Regions from separate parts of the Zea mays genome. Here region 1 is linked to region 2. A link is a contact called in public Hi-C data. All regions are on one chromosome and are shown on one strand. Each heading gives the region's core, a stretch centred on a gene start, on an enhancer-like site or on the middle of the called end of the contact. The rest is flanking DNA. Distances are from core to core; before and after follow the strand shown. Region 1 holds the start of LOC103634524 (transducin family protein / WD-40 repeat family protein). Region 2 holds the start of LOC100285084 (glycosyltransferase 5).

What was found. Hi-C and Micro-C count contacts between places; a contact is called where the count stands out from the background.
Region 1: a contact with region 2 is called in a Hi-C map of ear, with 4 times the contacts expected there. The contact joins the promoter of LOC103634524 here to the promoter of LOC100285084 in region 2. A contact is called at or near these places in 7 of 25 Hi-C or Micro-C datasets (bundle sheath, ear, endosperm and 2 more).

What each region holds. Positions count from the first base shown.
Region 1 is chr1:46,938,543-46,946,346 of Zm-B73-REFERENCE-NAM-5.0, reverse strand. It overlaps LOC103634524 (transducin family protein / WD-40 repeat family protein), which reads right to left and starts at 3,381. Exons shown (of 12, transcript XM_008656459.4): 1 at 3,142-3,381; 2 at 2,904-3,044; 3 at 2,705-2,820; 4 at 1,727-1,881; 5 at 1,105-1,193; 6 at 460-982; 7 at 21-188. The coding sequence starts at 3,237.
Region 2 is chr1:46,696,656-46,703,420 of Zm-B73-REFERENCE-NAM-5.0, reverse strand. LOC100285084 (glycosyltransferase 5) reads left to right here and starts at 4,526. Exons shown (of 1, transcript NM_001157979.2): 1 at 4,526-6,632. The coding sequence starts at 5,012. The coding sequence ends at 6,355.

The sequences.
Region 1 (7,804 bases), core at 2,132-4,631, 240 kb before region 2:
AACTACCAAAACGTCATTACCTCTTTTATGAATAGATCTTGTAGTGGTGAGGTCACTATGAATCTCAGGCTCAACATCGCCACTGGGTTTTGTTACACCATGTTTCCTTTTCTTTTCCTGTGTATGGAGTTTTGGAAGAGGAAGGATGGCATCTTCAGCATTGGCTCGGTCTAGAGCAATGACAGTTTCTACAAGAAAAAATCAAGATTTAGCCCAAGAGTAGCTACCAAATACCGTTTGTGTCTTATTAACAAAATTCAAAACTCAAAAGATGCACCATGTGTTGCTCATTTAAGAATTGCACAAATTTAGAGCACAAACTAGTAGCTGACTTAACTACTAAAAAATTTGAAGGTGTTATACAAATTTAAGAATCATCATTTGTGTAACTCCCAAAGCAAAGTTGAAGTGGAGAAGCAAGACAATTTTCAATGTAACTAACGGACATTCTCACTATACCATGCTTTTTCACAGATTGGCCTTTCTTTGCCATGGTGGTTTGAGTATTTGGCAAGAGAACTCCATCTTGAGAAATGCCCAAACTAATATCTGTACCATAACAAACCAAAAGTTTATCAAAAGATGGTTTCACTACAGACCCATAAGCCAGTAGGACATGGGCAGAATTAGGCCCATCCACTCCTTGAAGTTTTGCAGCAAATATCGATAATGCTTGATGAGTTGTTGACACAGATGACTCAGATAATATGATCTTGGTGGGCTTCTTATTACGCAGGTCATCCACAACATTTGCAGACCAGAAATAGCAGACACCAATCTCAGAAATAGCCAGAATGTGTATTTCTCCTTTGTCTGAACATTTACAGTCCACAAACATTGCTGGGTGCTCCATCGACAGAATACAGTTTGAGCTCTGGGTTTTACCACTGCCCAGCTTCCAAATGGCAATATAGCGTTCACCAACTCCAGATGACAAAACATATTGGCTATCATTGCTAAAGACCATGCTCCTCACAGCAACCTATGAAGTTTTCATGGGTGCATGCAAAAAAAAGATGGGTGCTTAGGTACAGAGGGAACATATATGTAAACAGTAATCCTGAAAGACGAATACCATAGTAAGAGAAAGCAAGATATACTCACTGGATGTCCAGAGAATTTTTTAATTTTTTTGTTGCTGGAAGTGTCAAAGGTCCTCAACTGGCCAGCTGCTGTTGCCAACATATTTCCATCTGACATAATCAAGTATAAGCTGCATGTAGTTAAAATATGTGATGGAACTTTGCTTGGTATGGATTTCATATACAAGCAAAAATGCATATAAAGAGTAGAAGGTGGATCCTACCAAGGACCTTGGTAAAAATAAGGTGCACATGAAACTAAATAAACTTTTCAGCGGGCAGCACCGCAGCATAAATGATATATCGATACATGTAACTTATCAATCGATGAATAACAATGTTAGATTTCCAGTTCCTTAAAAACATCATAGGTGACAATATATCATCTCATAATGCAGATAGACAGATATTCTTCACTGAGTTCATGTGCCAAGTGTTAAATATATAGGCCAATCTAGAATCTACCAGATGTAATCCTGCTACACTTATAGCCACAACATATACATTGAACAAAAACATAACCTAGTGTCGGTTCATACACAGCAATCGGAGCAGTGTTACATCAAGAAAACACAATTTATGAGAGCAAGTGCAGTAGAGCCAACATAGTCATAAACTAAGAAGTCATTTCACAGTAGAGATACCTGATGACACAGCTAATGCAGATATTGCCTTTGAAGAAGATTTAAATTTTCCAACAACAGCCCCATTAGAGGCATCAATCCTACAGACCATGCCATCAGCACCTGCCGTGTACACATTCCGCCCATGTTTCGAGTATTCTACAGCTGTCACACCCCTAAACACAACATGTACTCCAATGTAAGTGAGCATAATTTCATGAAGCTTTTAGAGATTAACCTAAGCAGAAAAAAATCAAACAGGGACAGGGCCAGGGCCAAAGATACAATAAGAGTATGCTTTCACAACATGTATAGCCATTTTTAATGTTACTCGTTGGTATGGTGTATAGTCATTAGGGCTGTTCAACCATGGTTTAGGCAGGTTTGGGAAACCAGCCTGCAGCTAGCGGTTTTGACTGAATTGGCTTTGGTTTACACAAATTAGATACTGGTTACCATTATGGGTTGATTTGGGTTGGGCCAGAGGTTTAGACAATGATGAACCGCCATCCGCTGCAAGAACTTAGTTATTTGTGTAGCAACAGCAGTCTTCTTAGCGGCAGCGGCAGCAGCAGTTTGGCATAGTGTTCCTGTGTAGCAGTCCAAAGGTTGAAGATGACCAAGGATGGGTTAGCCAGTTTGATTTATTCTAAAGAGAGAGCCAACCCTCTTCCAAGGATGCGGTTTTTGACTCTGGAACGAGTAAACCCATTGCAAACCGTTACCCTGATTTGATCTGTGGATTGGTTTGTGGGGTGAACCGGTTTGACCCACCCAGTGAACAGGGTTAATTTTTGTACTCAGTAAACCCATTGCAAACCGTTACCCTGATTTGATCTGTGGATTGGTTTGTGGGTGAACTGGTTTTGACCCAACCAGTAAACAGGGCTAATTTCTGTACTCAATTGTGGTTTTGTTGATTTCTATAAGCTATAACTGAATATGTATTTCCCCTATCACTTGAATTGAAATAAAAGAAGAGCTTAAACACCAACTTACCCAGGGTGGCAATCGCTGACCTTCCACTTCCAATGTCCCGCGGCAACATCAAGTGCAAGCACATCTCCACTGCCTGTACCAAGCACAATCAATGAGCTCCCAGCCTTCCTCTTCTTCTGCTAAGGAAAAAAAATGTAAGCAGGTGACAAGGGTGCATCCCAACATAACAAGCTGGCGGTGGTCGGGCGGATTCGCTCACCTTACTGGAAAGTTGTACCCACTTCATGCAGGTGTAATCGAGGGCGAGGTGGCCGCGCTTCGACTCAGCGACCGCGACCGCCTCCACTGCAGGGATGTCAGCAAACTCGGTCTGCAGCCGGCCCCGCACGGCGTCCCATACCTGCGCGAACGCGAACGGCAAAGATAGCGTGTTAGGTCGCCCGTAGCTTCAGTGGTAAGTTGCTAAGGCGAGGACCGCGTGTTTCGAGGTTCCATGCCTTGATGCGGCCGTCCCCAGAAGAGAGCGCGAGGAAGTCCGCGCCGGGGCTGAAAGAGGTAAGCAGGTCGCGTATGGGAGCCGCAACGGGCGCCATAGTTGGCCCGCGGCGGGTGGTCGTCGCTGCGGCGAAATGAAGGGTTTAGCCGGTCGCGGCGGCGGCGGAAGGAAGAAAGGGTTTTGTGGAAGGATGCGGTAGAGACTATGGCTGTCTCCAACGGTGTCTAAATATATATACCTTACAATATTCACTTCTCTGTACCATTTTTCAACGGTCTTGTAAACAGTGTAGAGTTTTAGGACCTGTTTGAGGCTGTGTTTAGTTTGTCTTGTCTTTTGATTTTGCTCTTTAAAAGTTAAAAGCCAAATTAACGGTGTATTCATAAAACAATTTTTTATAAAACAATTTTTTATAAAAACTGACTTTCTCACAGGATAAAATTACAATTATTTTTGTATATACTTTTAGTGACTTTCAGATGAAAAAATATATATGATAATATTTTGCGGCTTTTAGTAGTTTCCACCAAATAGTTTATAGCTTTTTAACGACTCATAGCCCACAACACATTTTTCACAGCTCATAGGCAACAACACCGTTTTTCATGGCCGCAGCCTAACCAAACAGACCCTAAATATACTAGAGTTAATAATTAGCCGTTAAAATTAGCTAAAGACATTTAAATAGTTTAATTATTAGTTACTTTTTATAAATTAGCTAATAGTTAGCTAGCTATTTGTTAACCAGTTAATTGTACTAGTAATTTTTAATCAACTAACTATTAAGTGCGTGTTTGGCATGACTCCAGAGCAAAACTTCAAGGATGAGCTAACCAGAGCTTGCCAAAACCCTAACTCCAGAGTTGTAAACTCTATGGAGTTTAAGAAGGTGCAGCACAACATTTTGGAGTACCTCTTTTGCTACTCAAAAAACAATCTAATTATAGAGTTTTAGAGTTATTTACCTGTCACTGTTTATGAGAAAACAATATAAACTCTAGAGCAGAGTCACTTCACCTAGAGTTTTTTAATAGAGATGCTCTAAGACGAAAGAGAGTCATGCCAAACACGCCCTAACTCTAGTGCATTCAAACATGCTTTTAATGTAAATTAGCTAACTAATTGTTAGTGAGTTAATTGTACTATTAACTTTTTGTCAACTAACTATTAAGTCTATTGCATTCAAATATGCTCTTAGTGTAATAATCACACCACAAATTAATTGTCTGCTATCTAATGTGTGCCTATATAAACAAAAATCACGTATACATGAATCAAAAAGGTGGGACCCACTAGAAAATCTGAGTTGGTCTAGTTTAAAAATATTTAACTACCTATGAATTAAAACCCCTTGAAAACTAAGGTTGATTTTCCCCTATATATTTAGCAACTTCATAAGTCCAAGTTTAAAATTGTTTAGGAACTAATAAAGACAATAACAATATGTGTTTAATATCTTGAGACAAATACAAAATGGTTTTATCAAATCAACATAAATTGAATAATGAAAATTTAATTAATAAGATACGTCTATTTTAGAATTTAGCTTGCTAATTAAGTAATCATATTGTAATGTAATTAATTTTTTGTCGTTTAACATTCGTGTACATTATATTGTCTTATCACTATCCCTTCGCATGGAAACACGAATTAATATGTGTCACATCGTCATATCATTTTAGTCCCCATCTATATATTGTATAGATTATATTTCACAATTCTAATTAGCATCCAATATTGATTGTGACAAAGATTGCACACATATAACATATATGTCAATTTGGGATACTGATCATACCTGTTTTATGTTTATCAAGTTTTTTAAATGAGTTTCGACGTCCTAAATGATTTGAAATGAAACATTTATCAATACAAACTTTTATAACGTTTCGAATAGAGATGACAATATGGTTAAATACCCTGTCGAGTATTATTATCACATACTCGTATCCGTGGCAAAAAAATAACCTCGTCGGGTCATCATATTCGCCAACTTTTTTGCAATTTAGCTTTTGGGGTTTTTTCACAAATACGTCATTTGCAGTTTCATTTCAAAAACTGGACCCCTTGCTCGGCGCCATGGTCATTGGCGCCTAGCTTCTGCTTGTCGTCGCCAATTTTTTTTGGCATGCATAGGTTAGAATCCTTTGCCAACTGGTGTTCCAGTGCCTATGTGTTTTTGTGGTGATCATTGCAAGGTTGACAAGTCTGAGGATCATAACACCTATCGACAGAAGTATTGGATGTGTGCTAACTATGCATTTGAGTCAACGATTATTCAGCGCCAGATGAATTTAATGGTGAGAATAATCTTTTAATATGTTAACAATTTGAAGACTCAAAGTGGTGCATGTTTTCTTTGCCTACTAATCATTGCATATTTTGTAGACTCCTCCACCGCTTTGTGATTTTGAGCAGTGGATTGACACAGAAATCTCACAGAAAGACAAGAAGTGGTTGGAGAATTTTAAAAAGTGGGATGTAGAGGACAAAGAGAGGATAGAGAAAAGACGAGATGAGCTTGCGGCCGAGCAACAAAGGGTAGACGAGCAGGAAATGAGGCATGTTGCTGAATGTAGGGAATAGAAGGAGAAGAAGCTTTAGCGTGCACGTTGTGCAAAGGACGCAATGGAAGAGAACACTGATGCATTTCACAAGGGCAAATGGCCCTGTTGCACTCAGTAGTCCAAGTGCTTATTTGATGTTATGTGGTAATGAACTTCTTATTCTGTATTATTTATTGTCGAACAATATTATTTGGTAATGAACTACTTTTTATTTGGTAATGAACTACTTATTTGAGTTTCGACGACCTAAATGATTTGAAATGAAACATTTATCAATACAAACTTTTATAATGTTTTGAATAGAGATGGCAATGGTTAAATACCCTACCGAGTATTACTATCACATTCGCGTATCCGCGGCAAAAAAATAACCTCGTCGGGTCATCATATCCGCCAACTTTTTTGCAATTTAGCATTTTTGGTTTTTATTTTCACAAATACGTCGTTTGCAATTTTAATTAAAAAACTGGACCCCTCTCGGCGCCTAGCTTCTGCTTGTCGTCGCCAATTTTTTTAGCGTGCATATGTTAGAATCTGGGCCACGGTGGAACTGATGTGGCACGTACCTCGGCGCCGTAGATCTCGGCGCCTACCTCAGCGCCAAGATTTACGGCGCTGAGGTACGCGCCTATAAATATGCCCCTTCGGTCGTCTGTTTTTGTGCCCATTTCTATTCTTCGAAACGATACAGACTTGGATCCATTGTTACTCTCTATCAAGGTAAGTTCTCTCCTTTTGATAGGTTGTTATGTTATGTATGATTAATAGGGTAATGGTTAGGTTTTGGATACCATTTTTAGAATCATTTTTTATTGTCATATTATCGATTTGTAGCATGTCTAGGCGCGGTAAATCTGCTAAACAAAGGTAAGTATTGTATTAAATTATATTTGTGAGTCTATTATATTTATGATTCTTATAGATCTTATCAAAATTTAGGAAGGGTCCTTTGACCGGTACTGCCTTCGACCCGCTGCCTTTGCCAACTGGTGTTCCAGTGCCTATGTGTTTTTGTGGTGATCATTGCAAGGTTGACAAGTCTGAGGATCATGACACCTATCGACAGAGGTATTGGATGTGTGCTAACTATGCATTTGAGCCAACGATTATTCAGCGCCGGATGAATTTAATGGTGAGAATAATCTTTTAATATATTAACAATTTGAATAATCGAAGTGGTGCATGTTTTCTTTGCCTACTAATCATTGCATATTTTGTAGACTCCTCCACCGCTTTGTGATTTTGAGCAGTGGATTGACACAGAAATCTCACAGAAAGACAAGAAGTGGTTGGAGAATTTTAAAAAGTGGGATGTAGAGGACAAAAAGAGGATAGAGAAAAGACGAGAGGAGCTTGTGGCCGAGCAACAACGAGTAGACGAGTAGGAAATGAGGCGTGTTGCTGAATGCAGGGAATAGAAGGAGAAGAACTGAAGAAGCTTGAGTGTGCACGTTGTGCAAAGGACGTAACGGAGGAGAACACTGATGCATTTTGCAAGGGCAAATGGCCCCGTTACACTCAGTAGTCTAGGTGCTTATTTGATGTTATGTGATAATGAACTTCTTATTCTGTATTTTTTAGTGTCGAACAATATTATCTGGTAATGAATTACTTATTATGGATTCAAATTGGACTTTAAAAGCAATTGATGAAGACGAGTTAAAGCAGTTGATAAAGAAAATCAACACGCTTAAAACAATTGATACAAAAGAGTTTTCTAGTAGTGCTCACACATTCCAAATTGTGTGGACCCTTCTCCACAATATCCTCCCATTGTTGTTGTATGTTGTGGCTGCGGTGGAGAAGTTGGAGGACCAACATTCTTACTGTGACAAGGGCAGCAACAATATGGATCTGAGCATACTTGCACATGTGAACCACTACTATTGTTGTTGTCTCTGTCTTCCTCCTCATTTATGTCTGAGGTAAGGAGTGTACCTCTCGTCGAACAACATGTCTACGAACCCATTGTGTGTCCTAGAATGAAGGGTTGCTAGGTCCTGCACGGAAAAAGGTTATATTAGCAACAATATGTGTACAACAACTATTCTACAAAAGTAGTTAAAATTGAATACCTGGCCTTCCGCTAGAAGGCGC
Region 2 (6,765 bases), core at 3,277-5,776:
ATACTTGATTAGTCCTTATGGGCGTCATACCGAGTATGGCCAGGTCCCAGGACCTTTCGCGAGGTTCCTAAGAGAAAACGGTATTGTTGCTCAGTATTCAACACCTGGCGAACCACAACAGAATGGGGTTGCCGAAAGGCGTAACAGAACGCTAATGGATATGGTAAGGAGTATGCTAAGTTTCTCTAACCTGCCATTGGGTCTACGGATGGAGGCTTTAAAAACCGCTATGCATATACTCAACAGAGTTTCTAGTAAATCAGTGACTAGAACTCCATATGAGTTGTGGACTGGCAGAAAACCCACGCTCAACTACTTCCATATATGGGGTTGTCCAGCAGAAGCTAGAATATTTAATCATGGACAGGGAAAGCTAGATGAGAGAACCACTAGCTGCCATTTTATTGGCTACCCTGACAGATCAAAGGGTTACAGATTCTACTGCCCTGACAGACAAAACAAGTTCATAGAAACCAGACATGCCATTTTCTTAGAGGATGACATGATCAAGGGGAGTAAGGTACTCAGAGAGGTTGACCTTCAGGAAAAGAGGATGTATGTCCCGTTTCCGATGGTTGAAGAACCATACTTCTCGATACCCACTGTGGTTCCACCAACAGTCACACCGACTGTGGGTGAAACCCCTGCTGCAAATGTGGCATCATCTAGTGCAACTACTACAGAGCAAGTAGCTTCACCTTCTGCGCATATTGGCCCTGAGCCAGTTGCACAGGACAGTTCAGAAGATGATGATAGTGTTGCGCCAAGTGACGCACCATTGCAGGAGCCCCAGGTAGAATCTGAACTAGAACCAGAACCAAGTCTCAGGAGGTCACAGAGACTCAGAAAATCTGCAATTCCTGATGACTATGAAGTCTATGCAGCAGAAAACATAGAATGTGATGAAATTCATATGAGTGAGGACATTGATACAGAAGGTGATCCCACTACATATGAAGCTGCTATGAGAAGTGCAAATTCATCCAAATGGCTATCAGCCATGGAAGATGAATTAGAATCCATGAGAATGAACAAAGTTTGGGACTTAGAAGTCATTCCCCATGGAGCCAAAACAGTAGGCTGTAAATGGGTCTACAAGACAAAGCGTGACTCCAGAGGGAACATAGAAAGATATAAGGCTAGACTTGTGGCCAAAGGGTTCACACAGAGAGAAGGCATTGACTACCATGAAACCTTCTCACCTGTCTCAACAAAAGATTCATTTAGGATCATAATGGCACTAGTTGCTCATTTTGATCTAGAACTCCATCAGATGGATGTAAAGACAGCATTCCTAAATGGAGAGTTAGAAGAAAATGTGTTCATGGCACAACCAAAGGGTTTTGTTGTGAGCGGTAAAGAACACATGGGATGTCACTTGAGGAGGTCCATTTATGGATTAAAATAGGCCTCCAGACAGTGGTACATCAAGTTTGATCAGACTATAAGAAAGTTTGGTTTTGAGGAAAACAAGGAAGACAATTGCATTTATGCAAAATTTAGAAAAGGAAAGTATATCTTCCTTGTTCTGTATGTCGATGACATACTCTTAGCTAGTAGTGATAAGGATCTACTAGCGGAAACAAAAGGGTTTCTTTCCTCGAATTTTGATATGAAAGACATGGGAGAAGCCTCCTATGTTCTTGGAATAGAAATTCACAGAGACAGACAAAAGGGAGTATTAGGACTCTCACAGAAGTCATATATAGAAAATGTACTAAAGAGGTATAATATGCACAAGTGTAATGCCTCGCCTGGTCCAATAGTCAAGGGTGATAAGTTTGGGGAATATCAGTGTCCCAAGAATCAGTATGAGAAAAACAAGATGAAGTCAGTACCATATGCTTCAGCTGTCGGAAGCATTATGTATGCTCAAGTATGTACTCGCCCTGACTTAGCTTTTACCACCGGGATGCTTGGACGCTATCAGAAGAATCCAGGCATAGAACACTGGAAAGCAGTCAAGAAGGCTCTAAGGTACCTTCAAGGTACTAAAGGTCTCATGCTTACGTACAGAAGATCTAATTCCCTACAAATAGTTGGCTATGCAGATGCCGACTGGGGAGGGTGTAGAGATACACTGAAGTCCACTTCAGGGTATGTCTTTATGCTCTCCGGGGGAGCTATTTCTTGGAAGAGCTGCAAACAGACAGCGAGAGCATCGTCGACAATGCACGCTGAGTTTGTAGCTACGTATGAGGCAACTGGACAGGCGATATGGATAAAGAAATTCGTACCCGGATTAAGAGTGGTTGATAGCATAGAGCGGCCACTGAGAATTTACTGCGACAACGAGCCAGCGGTATTTTTCTCCCATAACAATAAGTCAAGTGGCTCTGCCAAGTACATTGACATTAAGTGTTATATTGTTAAGGAGAAGATTCTGGATCACACCATTCAAGTTGAGCATATAAGAACCCATCAGATGCTTGCGGATCCGCTCACAAAAGGTCTTCCACCCAGCGTGTTTAGTAAGCACGCAGCCGGCATGGGATTAAGGGAGTACCTATGATCTAGAATCACAGGGGCTACAGATTGCAACCTAGTAAAATCTTTCGTTCTGAAGCAGGGGAGCATGTTGTAGTCAATGAGTGCGGTGATACTTAATAGATCATTGTCACGCATTGGTCTCTATGTGTAAACTTGTTAAAGGACGGAATTAATAAAAGTTTGAGTGTGAGATATGTAGAGAACAAAGGGGAGATTGTTAGGATGTGTCCTCTACACTAGCCGGTTAACAGTAACCGGGGTAGGGTTAATCCTAACCGTCTAACCGCGCCCCTGATCGGGGGGGCTATCCTAACCGTTGGTTGCAGCCCCCGGTCACACGACGCCATATAAATAGATTAAGGGGGCCGACGGGTTTAGCCAACGCTAATCGCTCGACCACAAACCCTAATCGACACTTTGAGAGGAACCGATCCCCTAGGCGCTCGGAGTGACTGGAATCGCTGTGACTATGTCTCAGATCCCCGTTATCCCATCGGGATCTGAGATTCCCCCTGCAGGCAACATTGGAGGAGCTGATCCACCGCCGATCAACGACGGGAACCAATCTCCTCGACACCAGCAGGGAGATCGACAAGAAGGAGGAGGCGGGTCTTCGCTGCAAGACGCCGCCGCAATGATGGCTAGGAACAACAACGACGGTATGTATACATGTATCCCTCAGTAGAATAGATCTACTCATCATCGAGATACTTTAGACACGGATTGGTATTCTAGGGACTTAGGAAACGATCCTAAACACCAGTAATTTCTAACAATAGTTACTAGTTCATACTGCCATTGGCTAACTGTTAATTGTTGTTAGTTGATTTGGCTCAACTAGTGACGTAATTGCTAGTTGAAAATTCATCTGACAGTTAGCTAGACCCTTTTATATGCAAAGGTGCTAATTACTTCTTTATTTGTCTTAGATTATAAGATATTTTAAATTGTCTATATATGTAGTTCTATTATACGTATACATATAGATATATAATGAACATATTTTTTTTTGTAAATAATGTCTCGAAAAAAAATAAAACACACTACAATTTAGAACGAAGAAACCAATAACTAAATATTAACTATCATAGATCCAAACATCCACAAAGAGCTTTCCTGGTTGATACAAATACATTCATCCTCGGCAAAACTAGTCCAAGGTGATGTCACGTGCTGGGACGTACTATCATAAAATTATTCGCGCTCACACAGTTACCCACAATCGAAACGCATAAACAAGTGGACCATGGGAACTCCAGTCCGCTGACTAATTAGTAACCATGGAGGTCCGTTAATTGCTCGCCGTCGCCATCATCGTTAAGCAAATCGACGAGCAGTGCATGAAAGGTCCACGACCGACACGCCCAGATCAATATGTACCTACTACTACGTAGAACAAGCAATCTGCTCCCCACTGACAAGTGGAGCCAAGGATGGCACATTGGCACGGAGACCCACACGTCGGCGGGAGGGATGCGTGGAATGGGTGGGTGGGTGGGTGGGGGTGGGGGTGGGGGTGTGCCGGAGGATGTGGGCCGCGGTGAACTGTTGACGCGGTGCATCCTGTCTGTATGCCACCGAGTGGCGAGTGGCTCGCCGTTTTGACTGTACCGGCAGCATTCTCCTTCAAAGGGGTCGCCATCTCAGCAAATCCATCTTTTTCCATGCAACACCCTTGCTCATCTTTTTTACCTGATGTCACGTACGCACGTTACTTTTGAGTTCTGACGATTCCGCGTGGACTGGGTTTGTCGTGCATCCAGGCGCTTTTTTTTTCATCGAGTTCTTTACATGTCACCGTCATCACACAAATCAAAACCCGAGCAAATTAACCGACACCTCTACGCCGTGGGTACCACGCCCCCCGGGCCCACCCTACATGGACCCCTCCCCAGACCAGAGGGTAAACAGCGATCAGTTCGTTAATTAACCGATCAATTCCTTAATTAACCAACCGTGTGGAGGGAGGCGACAGCGGTGGATGAAAGAGGTGTCCTGGAAGCATCGCATCTCGTGTCCGCGTCGCCTCATTCCATGACCTCTCTCTCTCTCTCTCTCGCCTCTTCTTCTTCTTCCTCCCCTCCCCTTCTCCCCCCATCTGCGGCGGGGTTGATTCGATTTCGATTCCCTTCCCCATCCATCGCCCACCTCCCCTACAGACAGCCAACGCAATTCGCTCCCCGAGGCGCCTCCCTGACCCTGACTCCCTCCACCCCACAACGTGCGCGCTCACTCGCGGGCGGGGCCGGGCCCGGGCCGGCAGGCACGCTCACCGTCACCACCCTTATTAATTCCTCTTCCGCGTCCGCGCTTCAAAACCTCCTCCAGTCCTCCGCCTCGTCCCCCCTCCCCCCTCTACCACTCTCCGCAGCACCCCGGCGGCCGCATTGCTTGCCGCCGCACCGTGTCCGGCTAGGGCCTCTCTGGGCTCCTGCATTTCGATTCCCTCCCCTGCCTGTGCTTTGGTCTGGGCCGGTTGCAAGGAGGGGGAAGGGAGGGAGGATTTGATCGGAGGGCGAAAATGTGGGCGGAGCGGGTGGTCGGGGAGCGACGGATGCGGCAGATCCAGCGCTTCGCGCGGAACGCCAAGCTCACCGTCGTCTGCCTCCTCCTCACCGTCGTCGTGCTCCGCGGCACCGTCGGCGCCGGCCGCTTCGGCACGCCGCAGCAGGACCTCATCGAGCTACGCCAGCACTTCGTGTCCCACCCGCACCGGGCGCTCGCCGAGCACCACGACGCCAGGTCCAGGGCCTCCACCACCACCACATCGTCCTCGTCCTCCTCCGCCCGCCGCGACGACGACCCCGACCCGCCGCCGAGGACGCTCAGGGACCCGCCCTACACGCTGGGCCCCAAGATCTCCGACTGGGACGAGCAGCGCGCCGCCTGGCACCGCCGCCACCCGGAGACGCCGCCCTTCCTCAACGACATCAAGCCACGGGTGCTGCTCGTCACGGGGTCCTCGCCCAAGCCCTGCGAGAACCCCGTCGGGGACCACTACCTCCTCAAGTCCATCAAGAACAAGATGGACTACTGCCGCGTCCACGGCATCGAGGTCTTCTACAACATGGCGCTGCTCGACGCCGAGATGGCAGGCTTCTGGGCCAAGCTCCCGCTCATGCGGGCGCTGCTCCTCGCGCACCCGGAGGTCGAGTTCCTCTGGTGGATGGACTCTGACGCCATGTTCACCGACATGGCATTCGAGCTCCCGTGGGAGCGCTACGGGCCGTACAACCTCATCATGCACGGCTGGGACGAGATGGTCTACGACGACAAGAATTGGATCGGGCTCAACACCGGCAGCTTCTTGCTGCGCAACTGCCAGTGGTCGCTTGACATGCTGGATACCTGGGCGCCAATGGGGCCAAAGGGCCCTGTCCGCATTGAAGCCGGCAAGGTGCTGACCAAGTCCTTGAAGGATCGGCCAGTATTCGAGGCCGACGATCAGTCGGCCATGGTGTACATCCTCGCGACGCAGCGCGAGAAATGGGGTGATAAGGTTTACCTTGAGAATGGGTACTACCTCCATGGCTACTGGGGGATCTTGGTCGACAGGTACGAGGAGATGCTTGAGAATTACAAGCCAGGGCTCGGCGATCACCGGTGGCCACTCGTCACACACTTTGTCGGGTGCAAGCCGTGTGGCAAATTTGGAGACTACCCTGTCGAGCGATGCCTCAAGAATATGGACCGTGCATTCAATTTTGGGGATAACCAGATCTTGCAGATGTATGGGTTCACACACAAGTCACTAGCAAGCAGGAGAGTGAAGAGGACCAGGAACGAGACCAGCAACCCACTTGAGACAAAGGATGAGCTTGGGTTGCTTCATCCAGCATTCAAGGCTGTGAAGACTTCCACATGATTATTAGAGTACAATTCAACTTGTTATTTTCTTGGTTCGTTCTAGATCCTGTTGGGTCTAAATCCAAAGTGTTCTTTTTGTAGAATCGGGCGAGAGCAAAAGTTTGGGTTGGGGTTATGGGATGGATATCTTTGTTGTAATGTGAGGTATTAGGAGAATTATGTTATGTTTATTTATTGGCATAAGTCATGTCTTACACTCGTACAAACGAGTTAACGGATGAACTCAAGTTACTGGTTGCATGATAGATTTCAATAGAGTTCCCTGTTTTTCTCTTATTGCGGGGATTTCTTTTTATAAGGGCGCCAGCAGCCCAAGCATCAAAGGAATTGTTCTTGTGATATTGGTGTCTTCATGGACAGGATAACATATCTTGTGAGCCAATTATTTTGCTCTCTTCTTTGCCTTAC